2 separate regions of the Mus musculus genome follow, and region 1 is linked to region 2. The links are chromatin contacts, called in public HiChIP or PLAC-seq maps. All regions are on one chromosome and are shown on one strand. Each heading gives the region's core, a stretch centred on a gene start, on an enhancer-like site or on the middle of the called end of the contact. The rest is flanking DNA. Distances are from core to core; before and after follow the strand shown. Region 1 overlaps Lamc1 (laminin, gamma 1). Region 2 overlaps Ncf2 (neutrophil cytosolic factor 2).

Region 1 (3,811 bases), core at 1,199-3,698, 490 kb after region 2:
AAACAATTGTCTAAAACTCTAAGATCTGACAACCTAACCCAGACATGTGTGAAGGCAAAAACATACCAATGTGCATAAAATAAAAACAATAAAATATATTGGGGCCTGGTGAGATGGCTCAGAGATTAAGAGCACTGACTGCTCCTTCCAGAGATCATGAGTGCAAATCCCAGCAACCACATGGTGGCTCACAACCATCCATAATGAGAAACAACAACAGATGTTCCTATATAGTGTCCTTATGGCACTGCTTCCTGGCATTTGCTGTCGTTTACAATGATTCCTGGGAAAGAATACTTATGGTTTTTTTTCTTTTGATTTAAAATGTTTACCTTTAAATGACCGTAAGTTTCAATATTTGTTACAACTGACTGTTAATAGTTGTCTACAATTCTAAGATCTCACAACCTAATCCAGACTTATGTGCAGGCAAAAACATACTAATGCCCATAAAATAAAAGCAATAAAATATATTGGGGCCTGGAGGGATGGCTCACTGATTAAGAGCACTTCCAGAGGTCCTGAGTTCAATTCCCAACAACCACACGTTGGCTCACAACCATTTGTAAGGGTTGAAGTATATACCGAAAATGACACTTGTTACAAAAGGAAATGGAATGTGGGCGTTATGGTAAGAAAAGTGTCCTATTTACCAAAGAAATTGACAGTGACTAGATTTGGCTACAGGATACACAGTGGCGTGTTATTAAAGCAGAAGTGAGTTCATGAGGGCTGGGACTTGTGAGTTAGAGAGACAAGAGGAGACACAAGAGTGCACACACTCGGGACAGCCACCACAAAACTCAGCAGGAGGAGACACATCCAGACTTACAAGTTTCTCAGGCTTTTCCATTTACTGTGCCGTGAAGCCCTAATGAGAAACTGGACTTCAGCACTCTCATCCTCCAAATATAAACACACAAATCTGGACACGGCTGGTGTTCGCCCTCCCGGCGAAGAAGCAGAACCCCTGAAAACCGGAGCCAAGCTCTGGAACAATGGAGTGATCACTATGTGGGCCTCTTGGGGCCTTCACCTGTGCTTGTGTTAGCAAACCCCAAGATCAAGACAATCATTCCTTGAGTTCCAGCCTCTGTGAGCATCACCCCTCCAAACACACTGTGTTCTGTCTGGAGGCGAAAATGTAAACACAGCAAAGGTCACAGAATCTAAATTAGTTAATGAACACCACTGGGAATTACAAATGGTTAGGCCTTCTCGGCTCTCAAGCTGCTTATCATCAGCTAAAGGAGTAATCTGAGACACCCACCAAAGGAGCCAGTTGGTGCGCATGCTCGCTCTGGATTAGAAGGTAAGGTAACTGAAATGAGCACTTTTAGTATGAGTAAGAGTGCTGAGGGGCAGAGGCCAGCCAATGGCATGACTCTGAAGAAGAAGAAGAGGGGGGAGGAAGAGGCCAAAGGACACGAACATGCTGGAAGATGGCGGGGTCTCAATGCAGAATCTCTGGGAAACAACCAGGAAGCCAGGGCTGGTTCTGAAAGCAGGGGTTTTCACTAGGAACCTACAGATACCAGGAACAGGAAGACAGCTTGCTCTCTTACAGTCCCCAGTGACAGCCCTGCCAAAACTCAGCCTGCACCTGTCTACCACTCAGTAGACAGTTGAGGATACCAGCTGGAAGGAGCCTGAGCACCCAGACACAAGATTCCTGGGCTGGTAACTCATTTTAAAATGTCTGCCAAACTACAGTTCTCACACACACACAAAAAAATGCATAGCCTCGGGACATCTCTGGCTCCTCTCCCGGAGCGCTCTAGCTGAAGCCAAAGAGAAGTCCAACTTCTCCAGGGAATCCACAAGTTCAGAAAGGAACCCTTCCAGAAAGGAACGAAGGCAGATTCTCCAGCCCAGTAACGCCAGAGACTTACTGTTTCTGCCCCTTATGGCAGTACAAGTTAAAGTTCACAGCCTACCATTTCTGCATCTTACAACATCTCAAGTCGGGAACTTGGGAAAGGATTAGCTGGCTGATTCTGCTTCCTGTGGCACTGACTGAAAAGCGGCTGGCAGCTGGGCTGTGCATAGCCGAAGCTTTCGTAGGGAGAGAGTTAGGGACACTCAGAGTGTACAACCCTGTCCTCCTAAGCTTGGTGAGTGCATGGAAGCCACACTTTGGTTTGGTTTGCAGCAGCTCACTCTGAGAGATCAAGGTGCAAGCTGCCAATCCTCTCAGTGGGTCAGCTGGTTCACCCACCCGGCGACATGTAATGAGCTCCCCACCCCATCCTGGAAGACACAGACCTCGGCTTAAAAAATGCCAGTAAAAAAAAATGTTAGGAGAAAGAGACAATAAGAACATGCAAATTATACAGATTCAGTCTCCATGGGAATCGCAGAAAAACAGATGGATTGGCGCATACTGAGTGCAGCTGAAGCAACAACAGCCAGATGCTGCAGGAAGAGGAAGCTGTTCTCATGGGTAACTCAGTCCTCAGTTAATACACGCACGTGTGCATGCGCGTGGGCAGACACACACACACACACACACACACACACACACATGTGCACGGAGTAGTGAAGTCATGGGAAATTATGTATAATAAAATCTGAGAAAAGTTATATGTGTGTGTGTCTATGTATCAAAGTTATGTTCTAGACTCAGGTAGTTATACTCTGGTTTTTAATGGCACAATATCTTGTGAGAACTTGAAGCTGAATGGAATTTGGGCAATTCTTTGCTTTATGGGACTGCTTTCTCTGTTTCATACCCTAGCTGTTCCTAAGGGGACCGTAGCATACTCTACTGGCAACGTCTCAGGACCTACAGCTGGATGACACATGGACCTACCTATCCCCAAAACTTAGAATCCGACTCAGAGACACCATATGCTGTGGGGACTGAAAGCCTGTACCCAGCCCCAACAATTCTGTCACTTGTTCCTTTTCTGTTGCTCTTGTCTGCAGAGGCAGCCCTCCATCTGAGGGTGACCTTGAATTCTTGATGCTTTTGCCTGTATCTCTCCGAGCAGCTGTGATCAGTGTCTGCCATGACACCTGATAAGCCTCATCACTATTTGTACCAAACTTAGATTATAAATAAGATTTCAGAATCCGCAGTTCTGAATATGATTAGCACGAAGACATAAAACTATTATTTTTATGGATGACTGTCTACATAAAAAACTTGAATGAATCTAAAGATAAATGATCAAAAGAAGAGAATTAAACAAATCCCTTGAAGCCCCATATTTTAAAAGCTACACTTTTCTGCACACTGCTACAAAGGATTACGGTTTACTTTGAAATTAAGTCAGCAATAAAAAAGAACCCAGGAATGAATCCAACAGAAAAACAAGACTCTTGAGGTTGAAATTATAAAACATTATTGGAATTACTTAAAAACATGTAAATTATGACAAGTTTATGACAAACTCAATAATATCTGAACGTTAACGCAAACCAAATGGGCATCAAGTCAGTATGGATTAAATCAAGATGCAAAGAAGTTTCTGAGAAACCTCATTCTAGAATTTACACGGAAGAAAAAGTCCTAAATATAACTAAGATCTTTCTAAAATAGAATACATCTGAAAAGGACTTGCACTCGCCAGTAAGGAAAATGCACACAATGAAAACCCAAACCTTAGATCTTAAAAAGAAACAAAGATTTCTTACATAAGACACAGAAGGGCTGACTGCCAAAGAATGTACTAATAAATATGGTCATACTGAAATTAAGAAACACCGCCCAACAGGGCTGGACAGATAGATGGCTTGGTGATTAAGAGCACTTGCTGCTCTTGTAAAAGACCTGGATTCGATTCCCAGCACCCACATGGTGAATCAT
Region 2 (3,597 bases), core at 345-2,844:
TAACGTCTCCCTCTTCCCCAGACTGTGTGGAGGGGGCAAGAGGCCACAAACCTCAAACTGGACTCAACAGAAGACACAACAGGCTCTAGGCAGGAGGATGGTACCCACAGCTATAGCTGTAACGAGGAACCCCTGGCAGCTGTGGCCAGGCAGATCTGTCCTTGAGCGAGGGTGGTGGGGACTGCTTTGAGACTCTTCCAGAGAGAAGCAGGGTGGTTCTGCTTGGAGCTCTCCAGTGAGGCTGAGAGCTGTGTTTGAAGGTCACTCAGGTCATCAGAAAGGTGGGAACTATGCATACAACACTTAGAGAAGAATAATCTACATTGCTGTCATAGACGGAAGGTCCCCACAAGCTGTGCTGGTTAGCCCCAGTGTGCAAAAGTCATACATAGTCTGTAAAAGTCTTTGCGCTCAGGGTTGGAGAAAAGGGAGAAGGTCAAACAGAGCAGGAGGGCTTCTTGACGTGGGCTCTGCATTTCTCTCTCCATGACCTGCATGGGACCAGCTCTCTTCTCCTCCTGTCCTGCAGGTACGACCTTGCTATCAAAGACCTTAAAGAGGCCTTGACGCAGCTTCGTGGGAACCAGCTGATAGACTACAAGATCCTGGGGCTGCAGTTCAAGCTGTTTGCCTGTGAGGTGAGGAGGGCAGGGATGGCCCGCGAGGGAAGCACAAAGGTCTAGCTGTTGTGACAGCAGCTGGCCCAAGTCACGTGATCTCTGTGCCTCGAGCCGCATGCTGTCTGTTAAGAAAACACTGAGATGCGTGTAGCTTAGGGGTGAAAAAGTGTTTTCCCCGGCATGGCATGCTTGAGGCCCAGGATCTGACACCAGCATTGACAAAGGGAGGAAAGAAAGGGAGAGGGTGTGGGGGGAGGAAAGGAGAGAGAAGGGGAGGGAGATTTCATGATTTCGCACTCCTTATAGAGTCATTAGATACCTGAGAGGAAACTTTTTTTTTTTTTTTTTTTTTTTTTTTTTTAGTTTCTGACTCAAAAGCCAATGCAAAAATAAGCCCATTGTGTGCTTTGAAGGGAGACCAGACAGGAGTGAGTGTGTGCTGGCCTGGGAGAGTAGTCACAGCAATTTGCATATTTTACTCAGCAATTTGCATATTTTACTCATCAATTTGCATATGACAAGCTATTTCCTCAACATTACTCTGCCATGTTCAAAATCATGGGTTCTCTGACTGTGAGGAACCTGCTGTAACCCGCCTAGGTACTTGATTAACACTGGAAGAGAGACTGTGGGCTGTCTGGTACAGGTCTGTGGAAGAAACGCACTAAGTACACAGAGAGGTGAAGTTCTCCAAACAAGGACAACTTCTTCCCACTATTACTAAAAAGGACAGGCATGGCTGGCTTTGACTTGTGAGTTTATGAACTTTTCTTCCACAAATAACCTTCCCTATCAAACTTCCAAATATACACTGCCAGCTTTAAAAACAAAAACCCCCTGGAAATGTCGGTGACCTTTATTTAGAAGCATGCTGAACAAACGTCTTCTTTTGCTTCGGTTTCTCAGGCACGAGAAGTGAAGCGTTCCCACGGTTGCTTAGAGATGCTAGTAAAAATAGATTCTCTCTCTGCCTGAGTCCCTGGGGACGCGTGGCCCATGGCCCGTCCTGCTCTGTGGCAGGCACACAGCTACGCCATTGCTCACAAGGGAAGACTTGCATTTGCTTTGGGAATTGGCTGGCCTGAGGCTGGTTCCCTGAGGACAGGGGTTATCTCCCTCCATAAGTTGAAGCAAACGCTTTGTTACAGGGCCTGCCCTGTGCCTGGTGGGATTTTTGGCTCCATCTCTGGCCTCTCTCCTCTAGATGGCCAGGAGCTTCCCACCTCACCTTGCCATGATCAAAATGGTCCCCAAACTGTCACTCACCCTGCCGAGGGCCGCTTGTCACTTACAGGTATGAAGGCGGTGAGCAGGCAGCGCTAGACAAGGAAGTGGGCCTTGTGGTACCAAGCAAGTCCTTCACAGGAAGACGTTTTCCCTGTTGTTAGGGTCAAAATGACCCAGGGGTCAAGAAACTAGGCATTTCCCTACTTAAGCCATTCTGTGGAGGAGTCCCGAGGTCCTTCTAGTCAAAAAAAGTGGTTATGGGGAAAGGCCTTAAGAGAAGGCAACTGAGAAAGAAAATAAGAAAATGTTAAAGCTTGTTGTGGTCTCTTTTCTGTCACCTGTAGTAAATAGTAACGGGCAGCCAAGTTTGTGCCACATGCTTCTCAACTTATGATGACAAGTTCTGTCCATATATGAGCCACATCCTCAGTGGCTCCTCAATAAGGAGAAAGTTGCCAGGCAAGGTGGTGCGCGCCTTTAATCTCAGCACTCGGGAGGCAGAGTCAGGCGGATTTCTGAGTTCGAGGCCAGCCTGGTCTACAAAGTGAGTTCCAGGACAGCCAGGGCTACACAGAGAAACCCTGTCTCGAAAAAAAACAAAAACAAAAACAAAAAAAACAAAAAACAAAACAAAACAAAAAAACAAAAAAAAGGAGAAAGTTATTATAAGTCAAAAATGTGTTTGACACACCTACCCCACGTGCATCATTGCTTTCTGACACAGCACACCAGTGTGTTGTACCCGTGTGCTCACAGACAAGCAGTAGGGAAACCCGGGATGTTAAACACAGTGTTGTTCCTTCAAAGGTAGGGGTGTCTAACCTGATATCAACCCAGAAGGCTGGGGTGGGTGTGACCCTTTAATCGCCTGGTGACCTTTGTGTGCTTTGTGCCCAGACCACACTTGGTTTCCCACCATAAGCTTGTTTTTCTCAGCCAATCTTTAGAACCCATCTTTCCTTCCTTCCTTTCTTTCTTTCTTTCTTTCTTTCTTTCTTTCTTTCTTTCTTTCTTTTGTTTTGTGACAGATTTTTTTTTTCTGTGTAGCCTTGGCTATCCTGGAACTCACCCTGTAGACTAGGCTAGCCTTGAACTCAGAAATTCACTGCCCTTGCCTCCCAAGTGCTGGACTAAAGGCATGCACTACCACCCAGCTCGCTCAGAACCCATCTCTATGAAAGATGTCTCATGTCCTCTAGAGTTCCTATGTAGTCACCCCCAATCTTTACTTAGCTTACTTTATGCTTTATTGTGCACATAGGACTAAGTTTCCACCAAACTGTGCTGTGCTTAAATATTCCTGAAATAAACTACTCAGGGTCAGACTCTCAAAGTTTGCACCAACACCAGCTACTTAGTCGTGCTGAACTAAACTGCCTTCTTGTCACCCGTGGATTTTTATTCTGCTGGTCGTGGTGGTGGCAGAGACACCTCCCGCCCCCACATGCCACACCAACCTTCTCGCCTCCTACAGAGAGCCACTTGCTTTCCTTTGTGCTTGCATGCAGAGTAGGAGGCAAGGCTCTATGACACCAACCAAATTGCAAGAGGGTTTTGCAGTGTGTCAATAGTGTGGGGGAAAAAAAATCAAAATTAAAACTCCGGAAGTCCTCTTTCTTCTGAATGCATTTCTCTTTTGTACTATAGTTAAGTTAAAAAAAAAATCTTGAGTCCAGATCCTGAGTCCTTGGGCCTGATGAGATGGCTCAATGGGTTGGAGATGCTTGTGGCTAAAGGCCGATGACCTTAG

Evidence for each region. HiChIP or PLAC-seq counts read pairs in DNA pulled down with a chosen protein or histone mark.
Region 1: an H3K27ac HiChIP or PLAC-seq map of large pre-B cells shows a contact between it and region 2, with 2.2 times the contacts expected there. The contact joins two enhancer-like sites. A contact is called at or near these places in 7 of 39 promoter capture datasets (the C10 cell line, cranial neural crest, embryonic stem cells and 4 more) and 4 of 115 datasets of contacts at active chromatin or transcription factors (cardiomyocytes, embryonic basal ganglia, embryonic stem cells and 1 more).

What each region holds. Positions count from the first base shown.
Region 1 is chr1:153,306,718-153,310,528 of GRCm38.p6, forward strand. The region is part of intron 1 of Lamc1 (laminin, gamma 1); the gene reads right to left. Among named protein-coding and RNA genes, the nearest start is that of Lamc1, 24 kb to the right of the region's middle. Within about 2 kb of position 2,449, at least 163 of the 459 cell types and tissues checked have an H3K27ac peak or open chromatin away from gene starts, as enhancers often do. A contact at or near this core is called in pre-B cells and trophoblast stem cells, where this site is marked.
Region 2 is chr1:152,816,462-152,820,058 of GRCm38.p6, forward strand. It overlaps Ncf2 (neutrophil cytosolic factor 2), which reads left to right. Exons shown (of 16, transcript NM_010877.5): 4 at 530-638. Among named protein-coding and RNA genes, the nearest start is that of Ncf2, 18 kb to the left of the region's middle. Within about 2 kb of position 1,595, at least 99 of the 459 cell types and tissues checked have an H3K27ac peak or open chromatin away from gene starts, as enhancers often do. A contact at or near this core is called in pre-B cells and trophoblast stem cells, where this site is marked.